Linked DNA regions of Zea mays: region 1 is linked to region 2. The links are chromatin contacts, called in public Hi-C maps. All regions are on one chromosome and are shown on one strand. The core of a region is the stretch at or near the end of the contact, and the rest is flanking DNA. Distances in the headings are between cores, read along the strand shown.

The links. Hi-C and Micro-C count contacts between places; a contact is called where the count stands out from the background.
Region 1: a contact with region 2 is called in a Hi-C map of ear, with 3 times the contacts expected there. The contact joins the promoter of LOC103635427 here to the promoter of LOC100304360 in region 2. A contact is called at or near these places in 4 of 25 Hi-C or Micro-C datasets (ear, leaf, tassel and 1 more).

What each region holds. Positions count from the first base shown.
Region 1 is chr8:79,306,710-79,313,805 of Zm-B73-REFERENCE-NAM-5.0, forward strand. LOC103635427 reads left to right here and starts at 3,451. Exons shown (of 19, transcript XM_020543320.3): 1 at 3,451-3,794; 2 at 4,420-4,468; 3 at 4,539-4,598; 4 at 4,696-4,787; 5 at 5,873-5,924; 6 at 6,098-6,160; 7 at 6,277-6,326. The coding sequence starts at 3,691.
Region 2 is chr8:79,165,462-79,172,266 of Zm-B73-REFERENCE-NAM-5.0, forward strand. It overlaps LOC100304360 (pentatricopeptide repeat (PPR) superfamily protein), which reads left to right and starts at 4,749. Exons shown (of 1, transcript NM_001165798.1): 1 at 4,749-6,805. The coding sequence starts at 4,834. The coding sequence ends at 6,576.

The DNA.
Region 1 (7,096 bases), core at 2,201-4,700, 140 kb after region 2:
TTTTCTTGTGAACAACTTTGTAAGGGTGAGAGGCTCCAATTTGTGGAGATTCCTCACAAACGGGAAAACAACGATAAGTAAGAAAACCGTGGTATTCAAGTTGATCATTGGATCACTTGAAATGGGTTGAGTGAAACCCTCGTCCATTGGGACGCCACAACGTGGAAGTAGGCAAGTGTTACTTAACCGGACCACGGGATAAAAACACCGTGTCTCTTGTGTCGCTTTTCTCTGTGATTGATTTCTTCTCAAGAGCTCTCGGTATAGCAACTTGGTTTAATCTAACTAACATCTTATAAACCAAGTTTGTGCTTTTAGTATTTGATTTTACAGGGTCACCTATTCACCCCCTCTCTAGGTGCTCTTAAAAGTTTAGGAGAGAAAACCTCAGCTCAACTGGCCCGAAGGTAGGTTCAACTGGTGTATGGTCAAAGAGATTCATAGTTGAAGTTGAAGTTCAATTGCAGTTGAGAAAGCTCAACTGCAGCTGAAAAAGCTCAACTGCAGTTGAAAAAGTTCAACTCAGCTGAAGTTCAACTCAACTGAAAAAGCTCAACTACAGCTGAAGAAGTTCAACTCAGCTGAAGTTCAACTCAGCTGAAAAGGCTCAACTATAGCTGAAGAAGCTCAACTTAGTTGAAGTTCAACTCAGCTGAAAAAGCTTAACTGCTTTTCAACAGGAACACTCTCAGTTTCTCAATCTTAACAACAGTCAGACACAGAGTGTCCAAGGGATTTTGGTTTTTCGAAATAGCTTTTGAATATAGAGGCTTGAGCTTTGGCAAACACCAACCTTCTTTTTGGATCCCCTTGATAATACAACGATTTTTGTACTCAAGTTAAATAAAATATAATTAAGTAAACTCCTTGAGTAATTCGTGTCTTGTGTGTGATTTCTCCATGGTGTTGCTTCATAAGGATCACAAACATCTTTGTCTCACCTTTTGAAGCAAACACAAATCAAACCCTATGACTTGCACCATTTCACCATATATGAGTTTAAATCATGGCTTCAAGTCACCTTACTGATGCATCAATATATTATAACTCTTCATGATTAGTTCATCGACTTAGTGCAAGTACTCTCTTCTTAACCTTAGCCATGGTACCTCGGTCCCGTCGCTTGGCCTTCACCTTCGCTTAGTTTCTCGAAGCCCTTTCCTTGCTATCTTCACCCTATCAAGCCATTCTTGAGTCACATCATATTGAGCATCCATTGAGAGAATCATTTCTTCAATATTCTGAACCTTGCTTGAATGTCTTATAGATATAACTGTTAAGATCAATCAAGCTCTAGTTTGATTCTCATAGAAGCATATCTGGACTGATAGTAATATGGTCAAGCCAATTCATGATTCCTCATATCTTATTCACTTTGGCTTGACCAATCCTCTTAATCACTTCATCCTCTATTCTGATCATATGTATGTAGTGATTTCTCAGGTCTTATCCATAAATTCAAACCAATATAGAGATCATATTATATCCATCTGCATTGTCTCACTGGTTATTTAATCTTGTGTTGAATCTTTGTTCACTGATCATTATACACTATTCAAGTATGTTCATCATACTGAATTTCCTGTTCAACACTTAGCAAACTTGTTAGACCTTTAAATGTGTTGTTATCCAAATCACCAAAACTCACAAAAGAGATTAATGCACTTTCAGTGGAATCACCGGACAGTTCCGGTGTGCCCGTCGACAAACAGAACAACCAACGACTAGAATAGTGGTTGGGGCTATAAATACCCCACAACCACCATCATTCAAGTCATCCAAGCTTTCCACTATCTACACTCAATACAAGAGCAAAGAATACACTCCAAAGACATATTCAAAGCCCTAAATTCTCTCCAAGTGCCATAATCAAGTCAAGTGATCAAAAGTGTTTATTGGCATGAGAGATGGTGATTTGTGTTTCATTTGTTGCTCTTGTTTGCTTGGTTGCTTTCTTCTTCTCCTTCTAAACTTTCCAAATGTTTTGTAAAACAAGCAAGAGACACCTAATTGTGTGGTGATCCTTGCGGGGTCTTAGTGACCCATGAGATTAAGAAGAAGCACTCGACCGGTCTAGGTGACCGACTGAGAGAGGAAAATGGTTGAAATAGACCCGTCCTTTGTGACCTCCTCAACGGGGAGTAGGTTCTTTGAAACCGAACCTCGGGAAACAAATCACCGTATCCACTTGTGTTGATCTTCACCATTCGATTTGTTTCTTCCCTCTCCCCTCTCACTAAAAGTTCTCTTGCTCACATTGTTTTGAGTTAGCTCCCAAAGTTATCTGTATTGATTGAGCAATTCATAGCAAGAAGAACTATATTTCGCACTCCAAATTAACTACTATTTATTTCTAACCTAACCCTGGGTGAAGTGCATGTTCAAAGTTTATAATTTTCAGGTTTCGCCTATTCACCCCCTCTAGGCGACTTTCACAAACCAAGCATGTGGGCTTTCCCGAATAGCCACAAGCTTAAGAAAGTTTTGTGAGGCAGTATTCTAGTCTATTTTGTCGGTATTTTACTTTTTAAATATTTGTTTCAATGGTAACATTTTTCAATGTAATGCTACCATCTACTGTTCTCAATAGACGTACATAAGGTGGTGTTTTAGGGGATAAAATGAACAATCATGTTCTCCTTAATTCAAGGATCCATACACAATGAATCCGTTTTCTCTTAATTCAAACGGATTCGGTTCTCCAACATTTTGGGGAAAACAAAGATGACCAAAGTTTTGTCCGTGATCCACCTTAGAGCATATACAACCTGGAGACTATAGCTCGATTTTCCACATACAAGAGATAACTAAGAGACTGCATGATACAACTTAGAGTCTATGTATCATAAATACATTTAAGAAACAATATGTATAAAGAATCGAGTAGTTGTATTTCTTTAATTAGCCTACTAGAGACCCCTCAAGAGACCTCATATTAAACGGGGTTGCACATGCACTTAGAGTGTTTTCCATGTTCCATAAAAGTTGTGCTTTGGAGGAAAAAATTGGGGCCCTTAAATCCAAACTAGCTCTCTTTAGCTAATGTTAAATGTTGGTTTGTTTAAGGCGAAATGAACAAGCCTTTATATATATATGCTTCAACCATACTACAGGTTCCTGATAAAAATATCTCAATGTTAGCTTGATGGCCCTTTGTGTTCAAAAAAAAGAAAAAAATTGCTTGCTAATTAGTGCCTTGGCATTAGATAGAAATCTGAAATGACTGTGATAGACGTTGTTCAGTTTACCGATTTCTTCCTTTACATAGTTATTATACTTTTTTCTTGAAAAATACATCAATTTTCTTTTTCAACCTCTATCCCTTCTTTTTATATATACATTTCTTTAGAAACATACAAATTAGCGCGCCAAGGCGCTAGTTAGACACTAGTTATAGAAACAACAAGAGTGATTTTGAAGGAGCTTTCGATCTGACATGCCTCCGGCCGTGAATTCGATTGATTCCAAGTTTGGACGACGTTAAAAAGGCCCGGTCCAACAGCAAGACAACTGGGCCGATTAGGCCGCTGGCCTATTAGTCCTAGCACATCAGCAGCGTCCATCCGCGGCGCCCGCGCTAGAAAAGAGTCCATCTCCTCCCTCCCTGGCTCGGCTGTCGGCTCCCTTCGCCACCGCCTTCACCTCCTTCCCTCACCTTCCAGAGCCCACTGTTCCCCGGCGGCGGCAGAGATGAACGTGTGGAACTACGTCGTCACGGCGCACAAGCCCACAAGCGTCAGCCATTCCTGCGTCGGCAACTTTACCAGCCCCAACCAGCTCAACCTCATTATCGCGTAAGCGCACAAGCAACCCCCCCTCCTCCCTGTCTTCTTCCTCTCGACGTACGATCTAACTCGGAGCGCTGCTCCCAAATGCTCTAGCACTTGAGATTGGGCAAACCTTGCGGGGTCTCCTAGGGTTTTGGGACGTAGGTGGGGCGCGGCCTAGGGTTTGCCCTCAGCTAGACCACTCTGGAATGCGTGGTTTCCTCTATCTCGTCTAGGTTGTTCCGGATTTATTTCTGCTCACCCTTCCCCGTTCTAAATTTTTTCTTTAATTCCGGAGGGGCAATTTCGGGGTTTGTACCACCCAGTTATGCAATATCTGAGACTAGCACAGTAAAACCCTACCTAGCAATTTGGCAGTCCCTACTGGGATGTTCAACAGTCGAGCTAATACAAAGTGACACATGCCTGGCGTGATTCTCTCTGTATTTGCGATTTATAGCTCATTAGAGCGATAGCTAAACATCGGATGTAGCAACCATATTCTAACTACATGTTCCATGGCAACACAACTTGAGACGTTTGTGTTGAATTTGCTGCCTAGAAATACATGTAACAACAGAGTTAGGATTTTTTTCTGTTGGCAATTGCCTGTACAATCCTTTACTAAGGCACACCTGCATCAACCTTTCAGGAAATGCACCCGGATCGAGATCCATTTGCTTACCCCTCAGGGCCTTCAGGTTAGTCATTTATAGATTTGTCAGCGTAGTTTCACTATGATATCTTCTGCATGATATCTTCGCGTACCAGCCGATGCTTGATGTGCCTATATATGGGAGAATTGCAACGATTGAGCTCTTCCGGCCTCATGTAAGCTAGTTTACAGTTCATCCATCTGAGATACTTTATTTGTCTTTGTGTTGAAGTTTTTTTATAAATGGATTTTCTGTTGGTTTCTTATCCTCAGAATGAGACTCAGGATTTTCTTTTCATTGCTACGGAGAGGTACAAATTCTGTGTTCTGCAATGGGACACAGAAAAATCAGAGCTAATCACCAGGTTTGGACACTTACTCTCCTAGCCTTTCACTTTACACAACATGGATTTATGTTGCAGGTCTCACTTACATGTTGTCTGTAGGAAAACAAAACTGGTGTTCTCTATTTCGTATGGAAAATAATGATTTATTTGTAACATGGATTTGTACAGGGGCAGACGCAAGGGGTGGGCAAGGTGGGCCATGGCCCCACCTTAATTTTATAACTTCTTATACCTAGGTTTAAATATACATTAAAATAAAAAATATATATATTCTTAGTTTTGATTCAACTTTTTTTTTCAGCGCTCCACTACTCAGCCCAATCCCCACCCGAGTCATTTGATTCTCTCTCCTAGCGGCTAGCCCACTCGTGGCTCGCTTGCTCCTTCAGTTATTAACTGATTGGTTAGTGGGTGACCTAACCCACCCGCTGCCAGTTCCACCTTGCCTCCTCGTCACTCGCCAACTCGTCGCATTGTCGGGATCCTACACGCAATGCTGCTAGTTTGCCTCCTAGTCCGCGCCGACGAGCCTCGTCACTCGCCAACTCGTCGCATTGTCGGGATCCTACACGCAATGCTGCTAGTTTGCCTCCTAGTCCGCGCCGACGAGCAGGTAGGCTGTCAGTGGGATCCTACCTTGGCACCACGACACCACCTGCCCTCGCTATATCACTGGGTCCCACAACGTCATCACAATGTGGCAATGGTTGTCGCTTACCGTCGCCTGCCCTCGCTATCCCCTGAAAGTTGTCGCTTCATCGTCGCCATCTCGCGACGGACTCGCCAACTCGCCACAACGACATGCCGATGTGGCCGCTCCGCCCCAGCCTCCCCCCTCGTTGGCCCACCTTTTTCCCCTCTCCGACTCTCCCCTAGGGCAACCAATTTTTTTCCGGGTATTCATGTCATTTTGAAACAATCAGTATTATCACCTAACCTTTACGTTATTATCATGGAGCTACTTTTATCCAGTGGTCTAGTCTAGTGATTTGTCTTTTACAATGTCGCCCCACCTAGAATTTTATCCTGCATCCGCCACTGGATTTGTAGCTTACCTCAACTTGCTTGGGACTAAAAGGCTTTGTTGTTGTTGTAATATGTAGAGCCATGGGTGACGTTTCTGATCGCATTGGCCGCCCTACTGACAATGGACAGGTGAGTTCTTTTTCAGTTTCAACCCTCTACATTTGACTCCTTAATAATATCAAAATTTTCCTTCAATTTGAAAATTTATTTGTCCATCATTTCACAGGGTTTTACATGAATAGTGAGCAATATTTCACCTGTAACAGTAATACTAATGAATGATCTTTTTCTTTATTGTGTAGATTGGAATCATCGACCCTGACTGTAGACTCATTGGTCTTCATCTCTATGACGGCTTATTTAAGGTAAATATATTGTCTGCCTCATTAGGTTTATGGATGCAGATTTGTTCTTATTATAAAGATGTACTCGACATATCCCAAACACACCTCTTATTTCTTTTGCTATCCGTGCTTTGCAGGTTATACCATTTGACAACAAAGGGCAGCTGAAGGAAGCTTTCAATATCAGGTATGAGTGTGGAATTTCTAATTGTTAGTTATTTGCTGAAAAGTATTAATGTGTTCTGGAAATGTATGTGGTAGTAACAATAGATATCGGAGCATGCATGCATACTCAGTATTTCTGTCATTGGGTGGATATCTTTTTGGCACCCTCTGCAGTTTACTTGGAAACCATAATGCGCATGACTTAATCTCGTTTAGATGTCTCCATTCTTCTATCCATCAGTATGAAATTTATGTGGTTATCAATGCTATCAAGTCGTGTAGTCGATCCTAGTCACCATGGAACTGATCAGGCTAGTTGCGATTAGTCTTCAATCAGGGCGACTAATCGTCACTGGTCGCTTCTAGTTGTCAGGTAGTTTTCCTATATAAATCAGAACTAATATACCAAATATATGCTAATATACTATATGTTCTAGAGTACAAATCAAGCATGAAGGAAACTCTAGGGTGGTGGCTGTATGTAGGATTGCAAATTGGGCTGAAGAACATGAGCCCAAGTGGCCTAAGCCATCCCAGATGCAGCCCATGTCCTAAGCTGCCCAATAATTTCATTCTTTCTGGTTGTCCACCCCTAGTTTCCTGACTATTTGTGATTAGTCAATGACTAATCAGATGACAACAAAACTAATCGTAAGTCGTAACCCATAGTCGAGTCCAGCATACCGGCTAGGATGACTAATCACGAGGTTGTCTTGTGAATCAAATTGATGCCAGCGGCTTCTCATGGCATCTTGAGAGCATACTATTGTTCTAGCATTTATCTCATGCTAT
Region 2 (6,805 bases), core at 3,499-5,998:
CTAATTTCCTGTGTACTGCCTTGTTGTTCGCGCGATTGCTCACCGGAGCACTCTAGCGCTGCCATTAGTTCGCCTCTCCGTGTGCAGCGCCCTCTGGTGCTCCCGCGCCGGCGTGGTGCCCTCGGCTGAGTCCGCCAGATCACCCTGAACACGCCTGAACCACCCCCCCCCCCCAAGCCTCTAGAGCCCTGCTGTGGCCTGCCTCCTCGTCTCTGGCGAGCTCCCGCCGCGGTACCGAGCGGCGCCACCGTGCCCAAGTCCGCCCCCCTGCCGTTAGATCTCGGTTGTCCACCCGAGATCGGGCGGTTTAGACTTAACCCGAGCGGATCGGATCGTAGCCCTCCGATCCAGATCCAACCGTCTCTCCCCTCTCCCCCTCACCCGCGTCTCTGCCCCTGAGCCCGGCCAGTCAGCCCATCTTGGCTCGCTGGCGCCCTGGCCCCGCTTGTTAGCCGCACCCGCGCGCCCGCGTGATCTAATCTGGGCCGTTGATGTCTGATCCGACGACTGAGGTTACCCCGTACCCCTTCGCGTGGTTGTTTTGCTTAAGAAACCCCCTGGTTTTAGGATATCAACCCGCCGTCCTCTATTTTAGCGCATAGATCCCTGGTTTCTTTAGAATAGCCCCCTGGACTATTATTTAACACAGATTTAGCCCTAATTTCATATTTCAAACTTCAAAACTTGTTTATTTCATATCGTTTTCATATGAACTTCAAATTTAGTGATTCAAATTGCAAAATGTTCACAAGATTATTCTCTGTCCAAATAAAATATGACCAACTATAATCTGTATACTTTAATTTTTACACTTAGAATATAGAATTAAAGTATATGTTGATTTATTTATTTAATGAAATAAATAAAAGGAGAATCCTAGTAGTTAAAATATATTTAATTTTATGATATTAGTGTTATGCATTTCATGGATTCATTTTTGGTTTCACCTTTAGACCCTAATGTGATAAATAGAATTAGGTATGTAATTATGGATAATATTTAAAGAATAATCAAATTCCTAAATGAGAGTAGTTCATCTTATAATTTTAGCTTTTCTTTGTTTAATCACTACTTAACCTTTTTGAGTTATGTCCCAACACTTAGAGAGTAATTAATCCCCAATTAGGATTAGTTCATTTTATAACTTGACCTCATTCCCCTGTACTTAATATTATACCTTTTTGAGTTGTGTGCCAATGTTTGTACATGTTTGATGTGATGTTCATTTTTATCTTCCAAATGTATTGAATGTATGCTCGCTTTACTTAGACAACGAGCAGCTCGTGGTTCCTGAGTGTGTTGCCGAAGATCCCCCTGAGCAACAACCTGGTGAAGGCAAGTGTCCTCAGACCTATCATGTCCTACTTTACTTTATAATTCACTGTCCTGCATTACATTATTGAAACTTAAGGATTGACTAGTCTGTATTTACCTTACCCTTGTTTACCTTTGTGGGTTAATCATGGTTAGCTTATGCTATTGCTTTAACTTAATCAATGAACATGATGTGATCTTTTATGATACGATGATGTTATCCCGATGAGGTTCTTGTGATTACTTTAGGGGGCTCAGGCTCTTTCCTGAGTGCCTCTCCGTAAGGACCTGTTTGGGGAGTGACAACTCGGGATAACAGTGCAACCATGAGGGTGGAATGGGACACCCTTAGCTGATTAATTAGAGGAACTAGAGGAGTAGTTGGCTTCACCGTAGGGCCGTCAATGGGGTCCGGGCACAGTACTTGCTCTGCCGAGGCTGGTTGCAAAGGTTCTTTAATTTGGTTTTGTTAGTCACCCTTCCTTTGGGGAGATGTACTGTGTTATCAAACTTGAGAAACCTAACGGGCGACTATGACCTCTGGGAAATCTTTGTAAAGGCTACGTAGTGAGACCCTGCTAGGTCACCTTGGTAGTGATCAATGGGGAGGCTAGAACCCCGGGCAGAATGGGAATGACAGCTTGTGGGTAAAGTGTGCAACCTCTGTAGAGTGTTAGAAACTGGTATATCAGCCGTGCTCACGGTTAAGAGCAGCCTTGGGATCCTCTTCGATTAGAAGAACTTTGGTTACTTTTATGATGATGATTAGCAATGATGATTATAATTCTGATCTCTGGTATTTCCTCTTGGAGGGAGTGCCTCTGGATAATAACTGGGTTATTACTAAAACTTGGCTCTACTTATAATAATAAAACTTGACCAACTAAAAGCAATTGCTTAACCTTAACTCCACATGCAGCTAGTCCACTTTAGCCAAACGAGACATTTTCTGAGTACGTTGATGTGTACTCACCCTTGCTTTACAAACCACTCCACCCCAGGTTGTCCCCACTGTACTCAGTGCTCAGGAGGTGAAGCTGGTAACATGGAGGACTTTGAGGAGTTCCAGGAATACGACGAGTTCTAGTTTACTCTAGTGGCAAACCTCCAGTCAGCTGCCTGTGTAGGCGTACATTCTACGTTTCGTTACTCCGCACTTTGATGTTAATGTTAAACACTATGGATATGTAATAGACTCTGTGGATGTCTCAGACATCTTGATGTAACTAAGTACCTTTCCGCTATTTAATTCAAGCATTGTGTGATGATGTCCAATTATGTAATCGCTGTGTACGTGAGTTCTGATCCTCGCACGTACATGGTTCGCATTCGGTTTACCTTCCAAAACCGGGTGTGACAGTTACACAACCTATAAGTTGTATAGGTTGTAATATAGCACAAATATGTTGCCATTCAGCCTTAATTCTTTCCATTATTGCCCTCCTGAAAATTAAATTTGTTGGATCATACCTCACTACTTCAGCCACAGATGTATGTTTTCTAAAGGCTATATTATATAGGCTTGGATACTGAATTTTTAAAGCTCTTGCACCAAGCCAGATGTCATCCCAAAACCTAATTTGCTCCCCATCTTGGAGATCAAAACGACCAAACTATAGAAATTGGTCTCTAACCCCCAAAAGTCTAGATCAAAACGGGGAATTATTCTTTTTACATTGTACTTGTAAAATTGCCTTCCTAGCTAGTGATATGCTTTTTCATAATCATATTTTGCCGCAGACCGTCCTCGTTGAAAAGCCTAAACAACCATTCACTGAGGAGACAAGTATTATATAGTCGTAAGTCCTTTATCCCTAGACCACCCTGCTCAACTGGTCTGCACATAATATTCCATCTTGCTAGCATATATTTGTTCTTCTATTGTTCTCCTTGCTAGAAGAATCTTGATCTAAAGAAATCAATTCCCTTCAAGACCTCTTTAGGAATTTTAAAGAAGGAAACCATATAAACTTATCTATTTGTAGAAGTAGATGTGCTCTCACCTGTTTTGGGGAGGACAGGTATAAAGATCGGCTTAGTTTTAGCGAGAGGATAAGGAAAGATAAAGTTCAAATACATACAATACCTATTTTTCAGCTTTCATGGTTGCTTCATAACTTTATAGTTTATCCTCTAGAGCTATAATCTGGAACATGTTTATTTATTCATAACTTTATAGTGCTGCTATAGTTAAACCAGAAAATTGTCTACAATAAGGTATTTGATTGTTGAATAAATAGAAATATTCCAGATTAAATTTCGAATAAATCATGAACAACAATAAATAAACTAGCATGTTGTTTCCTAAGAGGCTAATGAGCAGTACACAGAACACATTATAACAACAGATAAACCGAAGTACGAGATTAGATCTAAAGATGCATACTGATTAGACATACTATTTGATGACATGAAAGCGACAGGGTCGACAACGTTAGCAGTAGTCATGTAGATGAGCGTGAGTAGTCGCGTGAAGACACTACCTAAAAAGCTTAGTCGATTTCTCCTGGTGCAGGATATCAAAGGCGACGGATTCCGAAGACCTGCTCTCCCGATCGCAGATGCATGTCGGCGCTCGAGATGAAGAGTGACGGCGTAGTAGTAAGTATAGGTAAAACCTAACTCGTGTTGGGATAGATCTTTGGCGATGGCTGTCAGGTGAATTATATAGGGTCGCGTCCACGAACCGATAAGGACTCACGTTCTGATCTGATCGTGATCCGATAAGGACTTAAATCCTTATCTCATCGCGATCGAAGTCGTGCCCCTACAAGGCAATGAGCCGGCCCTTTTCCCCGCCCCTACCCCCCGCAAGGCGAGCGCACACGCGTGTGGCACTTTATCCTCTATCTCCTCAACCATAACTTGATAGGAGAGGAAAACCTCCACATATAAAACTAGTCTCACTCTACTTATGAGAGAAAGAGGGCACTAGAAGGTAATTGAATTTCTTAATTAAGTTTGGCCCATAAATCCAACAACAAGTAGAGTTATGGGAACATGATGCCTCGTAGCCCTTACGGCAACAGTACTTTTGAATTTATAATCGGAGCTGTGCCAGGTCTTTACAAGCCCTAGAACATGGCGTGGCTGTGCCTGTGCCTGTGCAGGTTCATCTAGTGGAGTGGCTGAAAATGATGGTTGGCACTAGAAGGTAGTGAGTGGATCTTGACATGGCCAGCCAACGAATCCAAGGCAAACGATCCCTATGAGAAAAAGAGGGGCACAACAGATCACCATCAATCCATCATGTCCAAGTTCAGTTCAGTTCAGTGCATTTCGTCTCGTCTCGTCCTGCGTTTCCCCGTGGGCCTCATTCTTTTATTGGTGGGCCGGCCACTTGGGTTGGAGATCCACTCGGCCACTCTGATCCCGGAAATATCTTTCACCGTCTCGTCTCGTCTCCTCTCCTCTCCTCTCCTCTCGCCCCGCCTCGTCATGTCACGTCTCCCAAAGTCCCATCTCGCCTTCGCTTAAACATAAACCACACCCATCGCACCCAGCCAGCCCTCGCCATCCATGGCCACCACCGCCGCCATCCACCTGCGCCCGCTCCGTTCCGTCGCCGTCTCCTCCGCGAGGTCACGCTCGCTCCTCCACCTCCTCGCCCGGCCCCTCTCCTCTTCCCAATCGTCCTACGCCTACCGCCCTTCCCCTACAGCGCCCGCCGCCGCCGCCCCCAACCATGTCCACCACCCTCCCCATCACCACCAGTCGGTGCCTCCCCCAGGACCCCCTCCACAGTGGTCCGCGCAGGGACATCCGCCTCCGCCGCCCCGTGGCTATGGGCCTCCACCGCCGCAGCACCAGCATGTGCCGCCTCCGCCACCACGCGGCTACGGACCTCCACCACCGCCTCCACACGGCCACGTACCTCCGCCGCCTCCGCCGCGACACGGCCACGGGCCTCCACCACCGGGCCAGCACGTACTGCCGCCCCTGCTACCACACGGCCACGGACCTCCGCCACCGGGCCAGCACATGCCACCGCCACACGGCCACGGGCCTCCACCACCGGGCCAGCGCGTACCGCCGCCTCCGCCGCCACACGGCCACGGTCCTCCGCCACCGGGCCAGCACCTACCGCCGCCTCCACCACCACACGGCCACGGTCCTCCACCCCCGCACCAGCAGGCACCGCCGCCGCCTGATCCTGTGGCGGGGCCTGGGGAGCTGATGGGACTGTGCCGGGAGGGGCGGGTAAAGGATGCCGTGGAGCTTCTCTCCAAGGGTGCGCGCACCGACCTGGACACCTTCTACGAGCTCGCGGCCACCTGCTCCAACCCTAAGCTGCTGGAGGAGCTCAGGAAGGTGCACGACTTCTTCCTCCGCTCGCCCTTCCGCGGCGACCTCCGGGTCAACAACATGCTGCTCGCGATGTATGCCAAGTGCGCAGCCATGCCACATGCCCGCAGGACGTTTGACAATATGCCTGACCGCGACATGGACTCGTGGCACATCATGATCGACGGCTACTCTGTCAATGGACTTGGGGACGAGGCGCTGCGTCTGTTCGAGCTGATGAAGGAGTGTATGGCACCCACAAGTCAGACCTACCTGCTTGTGCTCAATGCCTGTGCCAACTCAGAGGCCATCGAGGAGGCGCTCCTTTACTTTGATGCCATGTCCAGGGACCATGGCATTGAGCCTGGTGTGGAGCACTATGTTGGGATCATTGAGGTCTTGGGGAAGTCAGGGCATCTCAACGAGGCTCTGGAGTTCATTGAGAAGCTGCCTTTCGAGCCCAATGCCATGGTGTGGGAGTCACTCTTGAACCTGGCCCGGATGAATGGAGACATTGACCTTGAGGACCGGGCAGAGGAGTTGTTGGTGTCGCTTGATCCATCCAAGGCAAATCCTAAGAAGCTCCCAACCCCACCTCCCAAGAGGCGCCTGGGAATTAACATGCTTGATGGGAGGAACAAGCTAGTAGAGTACAGGCTGCCACCAAAGATTGAAAAGAAGGTGGTCAATGAGCAGAGGTATGTCCCAGACACAAGATATGTGCTCCATGACATTGACCAGGAGGCCAAGGAACAGGCATTGCTGTACCACAGTGAGAGGCTGGCAATTGCTTATGGTCTGATTAGCACTCCAGCAAGAACTCCACTTCGTATCATTAAGAACCTGAGGATATGTGGTGACTGCCACAACGCCATCAAGATCATGTCAAGGATCGTTGGGAGAGAGCTTATTGTGAGGGACAACAAGAGGTTCCACCACTTCAAAGATGGAAAGTGCTCCTGTGGAGATTATTGGTGATAATGGATTAAAGCCGCTCTTCTATCCTTTATATGGAGCTGCTGGCAGCCATGGTTTCAGTTGATAATAAGCAATATGAAGGTATCCAATGGGTGTTGCTAGTATTTTGTCATCCTTAAATATTCTTAAGATACTTAGCTGCAAGCACTTGTATCATGCAAGGCTATCACTTGTTGATGCGCTAATTGATCCTACTCTCCTCTGTATCAACATCTTGTTTCCCATGGGA